Regions from separate parts of the Bicyclus anynana genome. Here region 1 is linked to region 2. Evidence: chromatin contacts called from public Hi-C data. All regions are on one chromosome and are shown on one strand. Each heading gives the region's core, a stretch centred on a gene start, on an enhancer-like site or on the middle of the called end of the contact. The rest is flanking DNA. Distances are from core to core; before and after follow the strand shown. Region 1 holds the start of LOC112046680 (V-type proton ATPase subunit D). Region 2 has its middle 140 kb from the start of LOC112046673.

The links. Hi-C and Micro-C count contacts between places; a contact is called where the count stands out from the background.
Region 1: a Hi-C map of whole larva shows a contact between it and region 2, with 9 times the contacts expected there. The contact joins the promoter of LOC112046680 here to the enhancer-like site in region 2. A contact is called at or near these places in 2 of 2 Hi-C or Micro-C datasets (whole body and whole larva).

Annotation. Positions count from the first base shown.
Region 1 is chr16:4,737,023-4,743,921 of ilBicAnyn1.1, forward strand. LOC112046680 (V-type proton ATPase subunit D) reads right to left here and starts at 4,048. Exons shown (of 6, transcript XM_024083400.2): 1 at 3,890-4,048; 2 at 3,675-3,792; 3 at 2,614-2,761; 4 at 1,944-2,159; 5 at 902-1,032; 6 at 1-284. The coding sequence starts at 3,930. The coding sequence ends at 198. It overlaps LOC112046678 (zinc finger protein OZF), which reads left to right and starts at 4,454. Exons shown (of 4, transcript XM_024083399.2): 1 at 4,454-4,746; 2 at 5,345-5,769. The coding sequence starts at 4,576.
Region 2 is chr16:4,508,215-4,515,716 of ilBicAnyn1.1, forward strand. No RefSeq gene overlaps it. Among protein-coding and RNA genes, the nearest start is that of LOC112046673, 140 kb to the right of the region's middle. Within about 2 kb of position 2,062, at least 7 of the 8 cell types and tissues checked have open chromatin away from gene starts, as enhancers often do.

The DNA.
Region 1 (6,899 bases), core at 2,798-5,297, 230 kb after region 2:
AATAAAGAATATGAAATCATATAATTTACGCACATTGTCGCATTTCTATTATTTGCAATTGCATAAACATACAAAGACAATGTTGGACCAAACATTGGCTTCATCTTGAATTTGAGTTTTTTAAAGTGGATCAAACATTGGCTCCAATTTGACTGCTCACTACTAACAGGTTATACGGAAGTTTCAATGGCGCGTGCTTAGAAGAGCAAGTCTTCGTCACCCTCGTCGAGTAAGTTGGCGATATCGCGCACGTCTTTGCCGGCTTGGAGCATAAGAGCTTTTCTCTGCAAAGAAAATTGGTCTAATGAACCACTAGTGGGATAGAAGCCTTATTTAGTTTTTGTGAAATAAACAATAACCCCCGTATTTGGGAAGTTATAAATACACTGACCTAAAATGTACTCTCACCATTGACCTCTTATAATATAAAAGGCCACACAATCATGTACAAAATTTCACTTAAAAACTGGCCAATTTTGCTTTGACAGTTTTATAATTATTGGTAAAGAAAATTATACCTAATGGCCTTTAAATACAGTCCATCCAATATTTAGTAAAATCCCAAATTCCTAGCAAATTTAACCTTAATTTGATTGAGTTTAAGGTTGAATTTGCAAATGCAACTACTTGAATTGAGTGCCAAGAAGTTGTGTTTGGTACTCATTGAGTGGTGACGTTTTTTGGTCGCTGATTGTGCATCCACTTTTTGTAATAGAAGATTGATGACTCTCACTTTAAAAATTACATCACACATGATGAAATTTTAATAAATTTTTGATTTTTGATGCAGAAAGGATTGATTTAATTTTCCCAATGTGTCATAATTATCAATATATTATTTAATGTAGTTGGATTCCCAATTGTTGGCAGTTTTGCAAAGAAATGAAAAAAAAACACTCACCGCTTCAGCCTTCTCCTTGATGATCTTCTTCTTGTCCTGGATCTTCTTCAGCCGGTAGAACTCCTCGCGCTCCAGCTCATCCAGCTCGGAGATGATGTACGCCAGCGTGCGCTCCAGGCGAGGGATGATCACTGTTTACAGGAAAAAATTTAATAAAACCGGCCAAGCGTGAGTCGGACTCACGCACGAACGGCTCTGTCTACAAAAAAGTTATGTCTGTTGCGCTGAGCCCTTATATTTTAATTTATTTTACTTTTTATTATTTGTTGATATAGCTTTGTAATAACAGGTAACTTTGCCTGGTAACAGATGGACAGACAGACAGCAGTCTTAGTAATTATGTCCTGTTTTACCCTTTGCGTATGTGACCCTAAATATCATTTGGTTGGAGCAACAGCGTGAACTCTAAAGATGCAAAAATGCACTGCCCACTCTGAGTATTCATTAGAAGCCTGTTTAAGAGAAGGAATTTTCCATTTGTACAATTTGTAGATAATGCTTACCCTAGTCATTAAACGTTGTGCACATCACAGGTTTGGGAAATAAGTTGGTAGCATTTTTATATATTTTCATTTTTAAAAATATATATCTAGTGTTAGACAAATTGAAGATATTTGATAGAGCTCTTCATGCTCCACAAAACCACGCTCATCCCATTTCTGAGCTCTGAACACGCTAATCTCTGGATCTGCTAACCCAATTTGAATAATTCTTTCAGTGTTAGATAGCCCATTAATCGAGGATGGGTATAGGCTATATATTATCCCTGTATTCCTTCAGGAACGGGAACCACGCGGATGAAATCGAGCGGCGTCAGCTAGTTTTTAATAAATAACACAAATTCATCAAATCTGGAACCAGCTATGTATGTAAAGTGGTTGTCTCCTTTATTAATCTGTTGTGCTAATATACAACCAGTGAAGAGAAATATAAACAAAATTTCAACAACGCAACGCAATGAAAGAGCCATCATTGGTTGAATTTTGTCCATATCTCTTAAAAAAAATATCTTTATGTGATTGTTAGCGACATTGAAACTTACCATGCTCAATGGCGTTGACACGACGGTTGGTGATCTTGATGACCTCGTCCAGGGTCACAAATGAGGTCTGCAGCGACGCCAACTCCACCAGCAGCTTCACTGCACTCTGGAAGTTCTTCTTCAGCTTGGACAGCTGTTGTCCTCCTCTGGCTAGACCGGCTAGCTCATATGTGTCTGACCCATCTTGGTATGACTCAAATATTGGTAGTGTTACACCTGTAAGTGACAGAGTTGAAGTCAAATTTCTTTATCTTTATTGAGACAAATGGGAGATGAATAGCTTAGTATTCTTTTCTGACAAGCTTACTCTTATATAAAATAGGATATTCTGGGCATAGGTTCACACTATCGAGGAGTTTGAATTGTCAGTTATCGTAAAAATTGCATTGTTTGTTTCTTGGCAAAAAATTGCATTGTTTGGGCGGGCAAAACAAGGTTAAGGTGAGTGTTCCTTGAAAGGGATCCCTTAAAACTCAGAATTTTTACTTCAAGCCTCGGACACTGGTGATATTTGGTTCCCCGATCCACAATGGTATAGCCTGATTTCTATCAGATTGCATCAGTGTGAGTGAAATTAAGGGAGTCATCCGAGAGGGAGAAAAAATCCAGGATATTCCAAAGCTTAATTTACACTTCTTTAAACAAATACTACAATGATTTAATAACATACCAGCAACATTGTCTTTCTTGGAGCGAATTTTAATCTGTGCCTTGGTTACATTCTGAAGAACCACTTGGTTGAAATCACCGGTTGTGAACTTGGCCTCGGCTAATGAGAACGCAGCCTCTTTCATCACCTCGCCCATAAGAGTTTTTGTCTAGAAAAAATAAAAACATTGCGCATAATTTCTTTTTTATCTTTATACCATTTTCTTCTTATTGAATAAGTGAAAACTTCCTTCTTCTTATTAAGTGAAAACGAACATAAAAAAATTCTTTCTAGATTACTAGATGTCTCTCTCTCTAGTTGTTCCTTCATGGCTGAGGACTGTGAGCCCTTTTGTGAGTAATAAATTAAAGTTATTTCTATTTCTTAATATATCCCACCAAAATTAACAAGAAGATTTACATTCAACAGTTTTTAGGGGATGTCTGGTACCATAAATTAGGTACCTCCCTGCCAAATTTCAACTCTATGTCAAGCAGTTTCATGCTGACCTTTTGCTTTTATAAAGATACTAATATTATAAAGAGGAATTAATTGATTGTGTTTGAATAGGCTCTTCTTCCTACTGGGCCGTTTCTGCACTTGGCTATGTGATTGGCTGTTGTATGTGGGTCCTTCAGTGTAGGTCCCCGCTGGAATTACGCCATCCAGAAGCTTAGCAGGCCGTCTGAATGGGCTGTAACTACTGGACCAATTAAAAAAATTCTTTCACCACTAGAATTCTACAATATCCCAGATGAACATACAATATATTTTATTTCCATATTTTCACAGGCAGGGGATCTATGCTGGTGTAACCATAGGGTGACTGCTTTTAATATATATTTAAATAAGTACATTAAAAATGTTGTTTATTTTCGTTACGAACCAGCTAACTGGAAACTCATCACAATCTACAGTGACAAATAAAAGTTGTAAGCTTTTAAATAGGACTACGGATCAAATCTAGAAACTGTATCTGTGGTCGTTGACTCGTACTATAATAATTCAGTAATTGCAAATAACTGGAACATCGATAAATTACTCATACTACGCACAAATCGTCAGTAGGAACAAAACTTTACCTCGATAATTTTGCTCAAAATCATACGGAATCTGACTTGTAAGGCATCTGCCTTCTTTTTCAGTAATCCATGTCCTTTAACTGCTCCAGCCAGACGGCCTTTTATTAACATTTGAGCACTAAAAACGAAAATTAAAAATGTTATTTTAAACCATCACTACTCAAGCTTAATTTACACATTGCAAGTGTATATCGATTGCTAAAGATATTACTTACCCCCGAGAAGGGAAGATCGCTAATTTATCTTTCCCAGACATATTAATTTAGGAAAATACTAGCGTTTTATCCCAAATCCAGGATTTTTACTCCCTTCTCTATCAGCTGATGACAGAAGACAAATTATTGATAAAAGTGTGTCTATGGTTGGTCTTGTGATCTTGTAGAGATTTTAATATGGTACGAGAATCCGAAATGACAAAATGTGTGGGATGAGGGTGATAATTATTTTCTATTTTTATAACTACGTACATAATTTAATTGGTGTAATAAGGTGCAATGGTTTTGCTAAGAAATATAATAATCCAACAATGTGAAATCGGATGTCTATATTCTATTTTTTAAGCCGTGGGACTTCTTTCGTGGCGCGGAGTTAGGAGGTCATTGGTGGTTGGTTGCTCGTTGGTTAGTCTATGTCTGTCATGTCCATAGAGTAAGTAAAGTCTGTGCTGTGTAAAAAATAAAAATTCATTTGTATTCAACTTTGAACTCATTTTGAACTTGACTACTTGAAGTTTATACTTACCAAGAAATGTCTGTGGTTACTTGTTTTGACTTTTGTTGTCAAATTTATTGTGGTTTTGATTTGTTATAGTAAAGTCATAAATCAAAATTCAGAATTAAAATAACATGAAAAATATTATCTTGAAGAACTAAAACAATTTCGATAATACAAATGAGACGTGATGTCTAAAACACGTAAACTTTTATTCAACAACTACAATTTACACGATGAAAACAATAGATTAAGTTTGTGTAGAATATGCCTTGGAAATGGGGCAAAAATTCCAATTTTCGAAATAGATGATGAAGATAACAATATTTTAGAAAAACTTTCATTATGTTTAAAGGAAAAGGTTTGTATATTTTTTCTAGTAAGTAATTAAAACAGAAAATGGCAAGTGGAAAACCATTGCTTAAAACAGAGCAAGACTTCGAGCGACATGCTAGGAACACGTACAATGCGGAGCACTTTGCCTTTTCAACTTTAAGTAAAGTGTCAGTTGACTGCACACAGCAATACTGTTTGGCTGCAGAAATAAGCATAACGGTTGTTCTTTCCTAGATATGTTCTTCCACAAAGTTCTTCTACCACTAAAATATTAAAGTAAACCATCTACAGTTTTTTTCATATATAATGGTGCAGGTGACGGTTCATTTCACTCTTGAAAGTTTGCCGCGATTCCCGATAATAGTACTTATTATGAACGTCGTTAGCATTCCATGGATTTGCCATGCAGATGTCCATGGGGTCCATCATGTGGCAGAGAGAAAAACTCCTAGCATATTACCGGACTTGTGATTGATGAGTGTAGGTTTAAAGACATTCTTGACAGTTAACTAACACTCCCTTTATCCGGTAGCTCTCCCTGCCTAGTCAAAATTAAAAACCGTGTGGGTGAAACCCAACTGTTTTGCTAGTAAATAATAATCACCCTATATTTACTTTTACAGATAGAAGATGTTGAGGGATACCCTCGTTTAATATGTAAAATATGTAAAGACATCTTAGATAGTGCATACAACTTTATTAACAAATACAAAGACACATGTAAAATATTGCAAAGTGGTATAGATATAGTTAAACAAGAAACAGAAGTGCCAATAGAAAATGGACTGTCCGAACAAGAGATTGAAATTGATCATATTAAACATGAAATCCATCCAATTGTGGATTCTGTGAGCGATGATGATGGATTTAGTGATGATGACAAGGAGTTTCTTGCACCTTTGAAGCTGAAAATGCAGTTGAAAGTAGAAAATGAACCAAAAGCTGTAAAGAAAAAAAGGATTACTCGATCTACTAACACAAAAGAGCAGACTAATAAAGTAGCCTCCTCGATACTAGAGGGCCAGTTCACATGGAATGGGGACCAATGGTGGTAATATTGTTTAAATTTCTAGTTTTATGATAACAATTTTTTACTAATGATTTTAAACTTATTAGGTTGTTCATTACGAATATTATATGGGTACATACCACGATGAATCGTGACCACGATCCATGCAACTGGGTCGAAATATTGACGTTAAAAATCTCATAGTTTTATTGTGGTATGTACCTGTTTAAATAATATTCATAATTTTATACTATTAGATATGTTACGTGCCTACACAGCAAGTCATGACCCAAATGGAATAGCTATTCCACCAAAACATATACAATTTTGTGTTATTATGTATATATATTTTTTACACTACCTGAACACAACTGGACATTGTAGATAATATTTAGGTATTATTTGTTTAAATAACTTTCGTCGTTTACTATGCAACTAAATAAAATTACGACAATTAGCCACCTTTTTCGCCTCCGTTTCAACATGCTAGTATAGTGTATCCCTTTTTAACCCCATTACATTTTATATTTTAATGATATAGTCTTCATTTATAACTTTCAACCTATATGGGAGCAATTTCAAGAATTCTCATTTCCTTTCTTGATGATTCAGCCTTTCTTGATGAGTATTGTTTACCAACAAAGAAATTAGAAATGAAGGTAGAAAACGTATGTCATATCATAATTTATTTATTTTAAATTATGTATATGTTTATAAAATGTTATATAAAATATATTAACCATATCTAATTGTTCTAAGCTTATTAATCAAATTTATTTTCATTAATTTAAGAACAACTTAATTATAATTTTATTATTAGGTGTGAAATGACTAGTGATTTATACCCTCATTTTAAATTTGTTTGTTGGTAAACAGTACTCATCAAGAAAGGCTGTAGTATAGTTGCAAATTAAATTTTTTTAAAAATTTCCATTATCTTTAACTATGTTGAATATTCATTCCCTCTATTCTAATTATAAAGATTGTGAGGAGTGGGTATCACAATAGTCTGCTGGGCAACAATTGAACCTAAGACCCCATTTTGAATCTGGCTCATTGAGGTTTAATATACATATAAATTATCAGTGAATTATATTTTGTACAAATTTCTTAATTTTCTGAAGGTTTTCTAACCAATTTATAATCTTAAAAAATAAGAGGTCTGCTTT
Region 2 (7,502 bases), core at 812-3,311:
CGTTAACATGCGACCAAGTGTAGAGAAATAGACAAAACATTGTTCAATGGCGATGGTCCCACTCCCATCTCAATCATCTCATTTGTCCCAACGCAATTAGAGAGATAACGGTATTTCCGGTTGCACCGCTATTGGTTGAAATTTGTCTATTTCGTTGGTCACGTTTAGCGCCGCAGGTTAACTGAAGATTAAGGAAACGTTGCATTTGACCACACAGACCGGCACGGTCATTGCAACCGATAGGATGGCAAATATGGCCTGGCCACACATTATTAGGGTAGACATAAGGTAGACATCTACAATCATATCAAACTTAATTATTACAATACTTTGATTATATAGACGTATATATAACCAAAGTTACAATATAAATTTTGTGTAGTACATGTAATAAGGGTCCGAAATATATCGATATCAATTAATATTGAAGTATTTTTTTATAAAACTTAATTTAAAAATCACGTATTTCTTCAAAGTTTCCAAACGTCAAAAACACTGTCGTCCAGTTTGTGATGTCATACACACTTGATGTACTAAACGTCAAACTAATTATTTACTAATAGTTTTCTCTTCTTTTTAGTCACTTTTTCTTTTTGACTCTGTTTGTAAGGGATTTATTATAGTGACGTCATGAAACATTTTAAATATAGACTGTCATGGCCGACAGGCGTTTTGGCTCGTATTGTCAAAACATATTTAAAAAGTATATTTTCATCTAACCACGTCTCGAAAAAAATATGTTTTTTTTTTCAATCTAATAGCATGTTAATGAACTACTTAAGACCATTTGAATAAAAAGTGTCAACTAGCCTATTGGTCGCTTCACGACCGGTCGTGGTCGTAGAAAGCCCACGACTGGTGCAATAGGCTAGTTGACACTTTTTTTTTTAATTTTTCTTCGTGCTATTAGATCGTTTAAAATGTATTATGTATTTGATGACTTAAATATACTCAAATTATTATTATAGTATATTTACTTTTTATTAAACGCCAGAAAACGCTGTCTGCCGTGATGGTCTGGTTAACTGTGCCATTTCGTCAGCAGGTTTTGTTTACTACTTTTCGCCTTTCAGTTTCTTATGATTTTTAATATTTGTAACAAAAGTATAGTAATTAAGATCGTTTTGCAAAAATAAATATTATTATAAAAACAAAAAACCCGACTGCCTAAGCGAAATGAACTGAAAAGAGGAAAACAAGTATCACAATATCGATAAAAAGTTCTGACTAAATTCATTATGTTGCCGCATGCGGTGACAAACATTGGCATTTCGTTCTTTGCCCGTAAGAAGTCTTATTTGTCCCTAATATATTCAACTTGAGTTTCTAATTTCATTTATTATTTTGTATTAAAATTGGTGTACCTATTTCGGAGCCGTGTTTAAATACCTACCTAATAGGTACCTACTTTACAAAATCAATATTATAAGAGTCATCATCATCATCATATCAGCCGATGGACGTCCACTGCAGGACATAGGCCTTTTGTAGGGACTTCCAAACATCACAATACTGAGCCGTCTGCATCCAGCGAATCCCTGCGACTCGCTTGATGTCGTCAGTCCACCTGGTGGGGGGTCGGCCAACACTGCGCTTACTAGTGCGGGGTCGCCATTCCAGCACTTTGGGACTCCAACGTCCATCGGCTCTTCGAACTATGTGCCCCGCCCATTGCCACTTCAGCTTCACAACTCGTTGAGCTATGTCGGTGACTTTGGTTTTTCTGCGGATCTCCTCATTTCTGATTCGATCAAGCAGAGACACTCCTAACATAGCTCGTTCCATCGCCCGCTGTGTGACTCTGAGCCTTCTTATGAGGCCCATAGTTAGCGACCAAGTTGGATTCGACGGTTCACCTCTTTCTCGAAATTGGACCTACCTAACTGGTAACTAAATTATAAGAGTAAACTACTCTAATATGTCAGCTTTACTGATCTCTTTTACCCGCCTTGAAATAGATAGAAAAAGACGCCAAGATGGTGGGCACTTGAATAATTCCGATTTTGGCCGCGCGCAAACTTATTGTGCGTGCACTATAGTCGCAAATCGCCGCAGCCCAACGGTAGCTTTTACGACAACGGTCAACGACTAAAGTGTTTTTCAGACAGCATGGGTACCGTGACAGTCGCCTATATAACGTTACGTACTAGATTTAGATTTATTAGATATATTTCAACTTAGATTTGTTAACCCAAGTTATAACATCAGCTTGTGACATCCAGTCCAGCCTATTCAGAGATTAGTCGAATCTGGCTGAACCAATTTTCACGGAACTTTCAGCGCCAGGTAACTGATGTTACAAGAAATAACATGGGTTTTATTTTATCTATGTACTGTAATCACATGTGAATGAGTGCTACCACGCGGGTTAAACTCAAGATTGCAATGAAAGTACACTTGTACAGATAGAAACAAAAATTCAACCACATATTTTCCACCCATATAAGAAGTGTTAAAATTACTATTTACTAACATCATTTGAAATTATCGCCATCTGTCGGCGAATAAACAAACTGCGATGATAAAAATGGTTCACATCTAAGTTCGACTGAAGGTCTCAAATATTAACACTATCTTCAACTAGATGGCGTTAGTAGATACGTATTTCACTATTTTCCTTTTGTTTGGGAGTTATGTCGAATGATAACAAGTATTGAGGAATGCGTGTCTTATTTTGTCAATGGAATCGCTTGCTCGCATCCCATTTAAGTTTATAGCATCCCAGATAAAAGAATAAAACTCTAAAGTAAACTGTAACGACACTCAAAACTCTGAACTTAGAATTGACTTTCTAATTTTGAAATATTAGGAACATTTTACATCAATGTTGTTAGTAAAAAGAAGTGTTTTTAGTAAAAAAACTTGTTCTTGAAGAATAAATAAACAAACCTCGGGTATTTTGAAGTCGTAATTAACTACTAATTGAGAGAAGGTAGGTATTTATCTGTTAACCTTTAACCTTTAAAATAAAATCTGTTGACAAGGTTTGTTTATAAGGATCGTCCTAAGAATTGCGTATGGAAGTAGAAAGGTCACCTAAGAATAGATATTAATTGGTGAGGATGGAAAATGCTTTGAAGTAATAGGTAAAAGCTTTCACAAAATAAGGTAAGGCAGGGTGTAAGTACCATAGCTGCTTGTACCTACTCTGGAATATATTGTAGGTACCTACTAGCGGACGCCTGCGACTTCGTCCGCGTGGAATTCAGTTTTTCACCAATCCCGCGGCATCTATGGATTTTTTCGGGATGAAAAGTAGCCTATGTGTTAATCCAGAATAAAATCTATTTCAATTACAAATTTCAGCCAAATCGCTTCAGTAGTAGCGGCGTTAAAGAGTAACAAACGTCCAAACAAACATCCATATAAACATTCGCGTTTAGAATATTAGTAGGATTCTTTGACATGGGTATGTATTCTTTGAGATACGTAGGTACCTACCTACATACCTATGTATCACTATCATAGGTACCAATTTTGAAATTCATAAGATTCTGAAGTCAAATTATTATAAGACTATATGGAATGGAAAGGTCCTGGGTTTGATTTCTGGAGCCGGAATTTCTCAAAAAGCACGTTGGGATGTCCGTTTCACTTTTTTGTACCATTAAAGATCATATTTTCTGATTGTCATCATCATAGCCATTACCTACTTCGAAGAGCGATGAGTGTTAGGGTCCGAAGGTGCTGGAATGGCGACCCCGCACTGGTAAGCGCAGTGTTGGTCGACCCCCACCGACTGGATGACGACTGACGACATTAAGCGAGTCGCAGAGGTTCGCTGGATGCAGGCGGCTCAGGATTTAAATGTTTGGAAGTTCCTATGTCCTGCAGTGGACGTCCATCGGCTGATATGATGATGATGAGGATGATGAAGATTAGCTTATTTTCCTACTATAAGTAAGTAATCTGCTTAATTTAATCATAACATAACATCGTCACTCATCTAGTAAAACCAATCTCTTCTTAATATTCACTTAAAAACGTACGATTAGTTACGCATACAGCACTTATCCTCAATATTGTCACTTGTTATCAGAAAGACAAGGTGATAAGCCGATATTATGTAAAACGATTTTATTATATCGACTATCACAAAATTTTCTGACATATGCGATAACCCATAAAAATCGCAGTAAACTGTTTGATACTTTTTGGTATAAGGAGATGTGAAGGTTAGATCTACCCCACTTTATTACTGAAAGTTTGTCCATGCTCCTACCGCAGATTCTTAAATCTATACTTATAATAAATCTGTATAAAGGTCAATTTTGTACATGAAATATATTTCCAAAATAACTATCAGGGGGTGATTAGTGATCGATACTGATGCTAAAAATGCAATCAGTAAAATTTTTGTCTGTCTGTATGTTCGATATAGAAACAAAAACTACTCGACGGATTTTAACAAAACTTGGTGCAATTATTCTTCATACTCCTGGGCAGGTTGTAGTATACTTTTCATCACGCTACGATCAATAGGAGCAGAGCAGTGAAGGGAAATGTTGGAAAAACGGGAGAAGTTACTCCATATTTACAGCGATACTACTGAAAGGGGTGGATTAAAAAGGTCTAAGGGTAATGATAACCTTTTAAATCTTTGGGATAGGACCTACCAAAAAATTCATGTCAATTGCCAGAAACAATCTGTAGATTTATGACATTTTTTGTAACATTAGGTAGCCGTTAACTGTAAAATTAAAATTCTATAGTTAGTCAATTTAGTCTACCTACCTATCTAATATTTAACTACTAGCAGACGCCTGCGACTTCGTCCGCATGAGATTAATTTTTTCACTAATCCCGTGGGATCCTTGGATTTTTCCAGGATGAAAGTAGCGTGTGTGTGAGATGTGTTAATCCAGAGTAAAATCTATTTCCATTCCAAATTTCAGCCAAATCGCTTCAGTAGCCGCAGCGCAATGGAGGAACAAACACACTTACACACAAACTTTCGCCTATAATATTAGCCTGATGTGATGGTCGGGGCTGACAAACAACTAAATAAAATGACAAAGATCTGGCCGTGCCAGACGCTATTTCTGTATAGTGCCTATTTAACATGGCAATAAGAAGTCCGGGAATCGAGTCCTGACTAACCAACATTTGTTTTATGCTGTCTACTACTCGTAGTAGGTATTTTAAAATAATAAAAAATTTATTTCTTAAATGTACAATAAAAATTTCATTACATAATAATTATTATGCACTTGAATATTTATGTAATTACAATTTTAATTTCATATTTCGGTTTTTATGATAAAACAGCAGATAAGTAATATGATAAAACAAAAATGTAAATAACTTTTAACAATTACAGAAGCAGAAACTATATATACATTTTGTTATACCATACAGTATCGCATATAATGACCCAATTAATATGCTTATCTTAATATATTCCCCGTAGCTCATTAGTTAAGTGTACGGCTATATGCATACTTACCTCAACTGGTGACGACACAGCTGACGTGTGACGTCACAGCTTATCTGAACTACTTATGTGCTGTATACACGTGTCCTGAGTTACTTTCCGATAGTCGATCGTGTGGTCTATGCGTGACTGTTATCAAATTTTACATACTATTTGCTCTGTTTTTTTTTTTATTTATTTAAATATAAGTTAACCCTTGATTACGATCTCATCTGATGTTTAGTGACGATACAATCTAATTTAATGGTGAAGGAATAACTTTGTGAGGAGGAATTTTCTTTAATTCTCTACGACTGTGAAGTCTGCCAATGTATTGGGCCAGCGAGGTGAACTATGAACCTAACGTCTCTTTTTATTAGAGGAGACTCGTGCTCAACAGGGAGCCGTGGCTATATTGGCAATGACGTACAGCGAGCTCGGCAGTATGTCATTGCCAATATAGCCACGGCCTATGTTTATCACCAGCATACTTGAGCTAATTTATAAAATATAAAATCTTAAACACACCCTAGCTGGGAATCAAATCTAAGACCTGGCTAATGAGAACACTACCAACTGCACCAAAGAGGTTAGGAGATAATAATATACTTAAACATAGGGCAGTCCCGTATTAAAGAATGATTAAATTTTTCGCACAAGGGCAGAAACTAACAATAGCGTCCATAGATGGCGCCATGTTCTTCAGTAATTGAGATACCTATGTATTGTTAACGGTATTGTGAGACCGCGAGAATTGCATTCCATAATATAAAGCGAAAGACTGCAATAGTCACATCTACCTAAGGTTTTTTTATAATGTTTATTCAGTCGTTAATTAAGCCAACAAAAAACAAAGAGAAATTACAATCTACTAGCTTACCATCTAATATAAAAGATTAAAATTAGATAAGGATGTACAATCATAAGTTAGTCTCGTCGTCATCAACCCATATTCGGCTCACTGCTGAGCTCGAGTCTCCTCTCAGAATGAGAGGGGTTAGGCCAATAGTCCACCACGGTGGCCCAATACGGATTGGCAGACTTCACACACGCAGAGAGTTAAGATAATTCTCTGGTTTCCTCACGATGTTCTCCTTCACCGTTTGAGACACGTGATATTTATTTTTTTAAAATGCACACAACAGAAAAGTTGGAGGTGCTTGCCCCGGACCGGATTCGAACCCAGACCCTCCGGAATCGCAGGCAGAGCTCATATCCACTGGGCTATCACGGCTCTAAGATAGTCTATTAATACTTAATTAGTATTAAACATTCAGCTGAATGGGGCGCTGTCTCAGCTCTATGCTACAGCTGAGAGCGCTGATTTTCAGGAGGACCGATTACGTATTACGCTGTGCCTTGCCGTAGATGTGTATTAGGGTTAATTTACACGAGCAACGCCAACGGCAGAGGCAACTGCTACCGACGACTGCAGTTAACAGCAGTTGCTTCTGCTATTAACGTGCTGCTCGTGTAAATCAATCCTAAGACCTCGGATGAATACAATTTTTTCGAACGATTCAGGCAGGCAGGTCAACTCCTCTCAGATGTTAATTCCGGGGCTTAGCCTCCTTGCCCGGGTGAGGCGCGGGGATCTTGCTCCCCCTGTCATTTTCTTCCAGCCCCTTTCGGGGTTGAGGCCGAAAGTCAGTCCAGGTGCCCCACGCGGACTCCGGTGTCATCTCCAATGTAGTGCCCCGCGCGGACGGCGACATCATCGCTGTCCTGCGCTGGGGTGCTGTCAAATCGGACGATTCAGCAATTCTCGGATCATCATCATCATATCAGTCGATGGACGTCCACTGCCGGACATAGGCCTTTTGTAGGACTTTTGTAACTAAACATCAGGATATTGAGCCATCTGCATCCAGCGAATCCCTGAGACTCGCTTGATGTCGTCAGTCCACCTGATGGGGGTCGACCTACGCTTACTAGTGCAGGGTTCCGCACTCATTCCAGCACTTTGGGACCCCAATGTCGGCTCTTCGAACTATATGCCTCGCCCATTGCCACTTTAGCTTTGCAACTCATTGAGCTATGTCGGTGAATTTGGTTATTCTGCAGATCTCCTTTCTGATTCGATCACGCA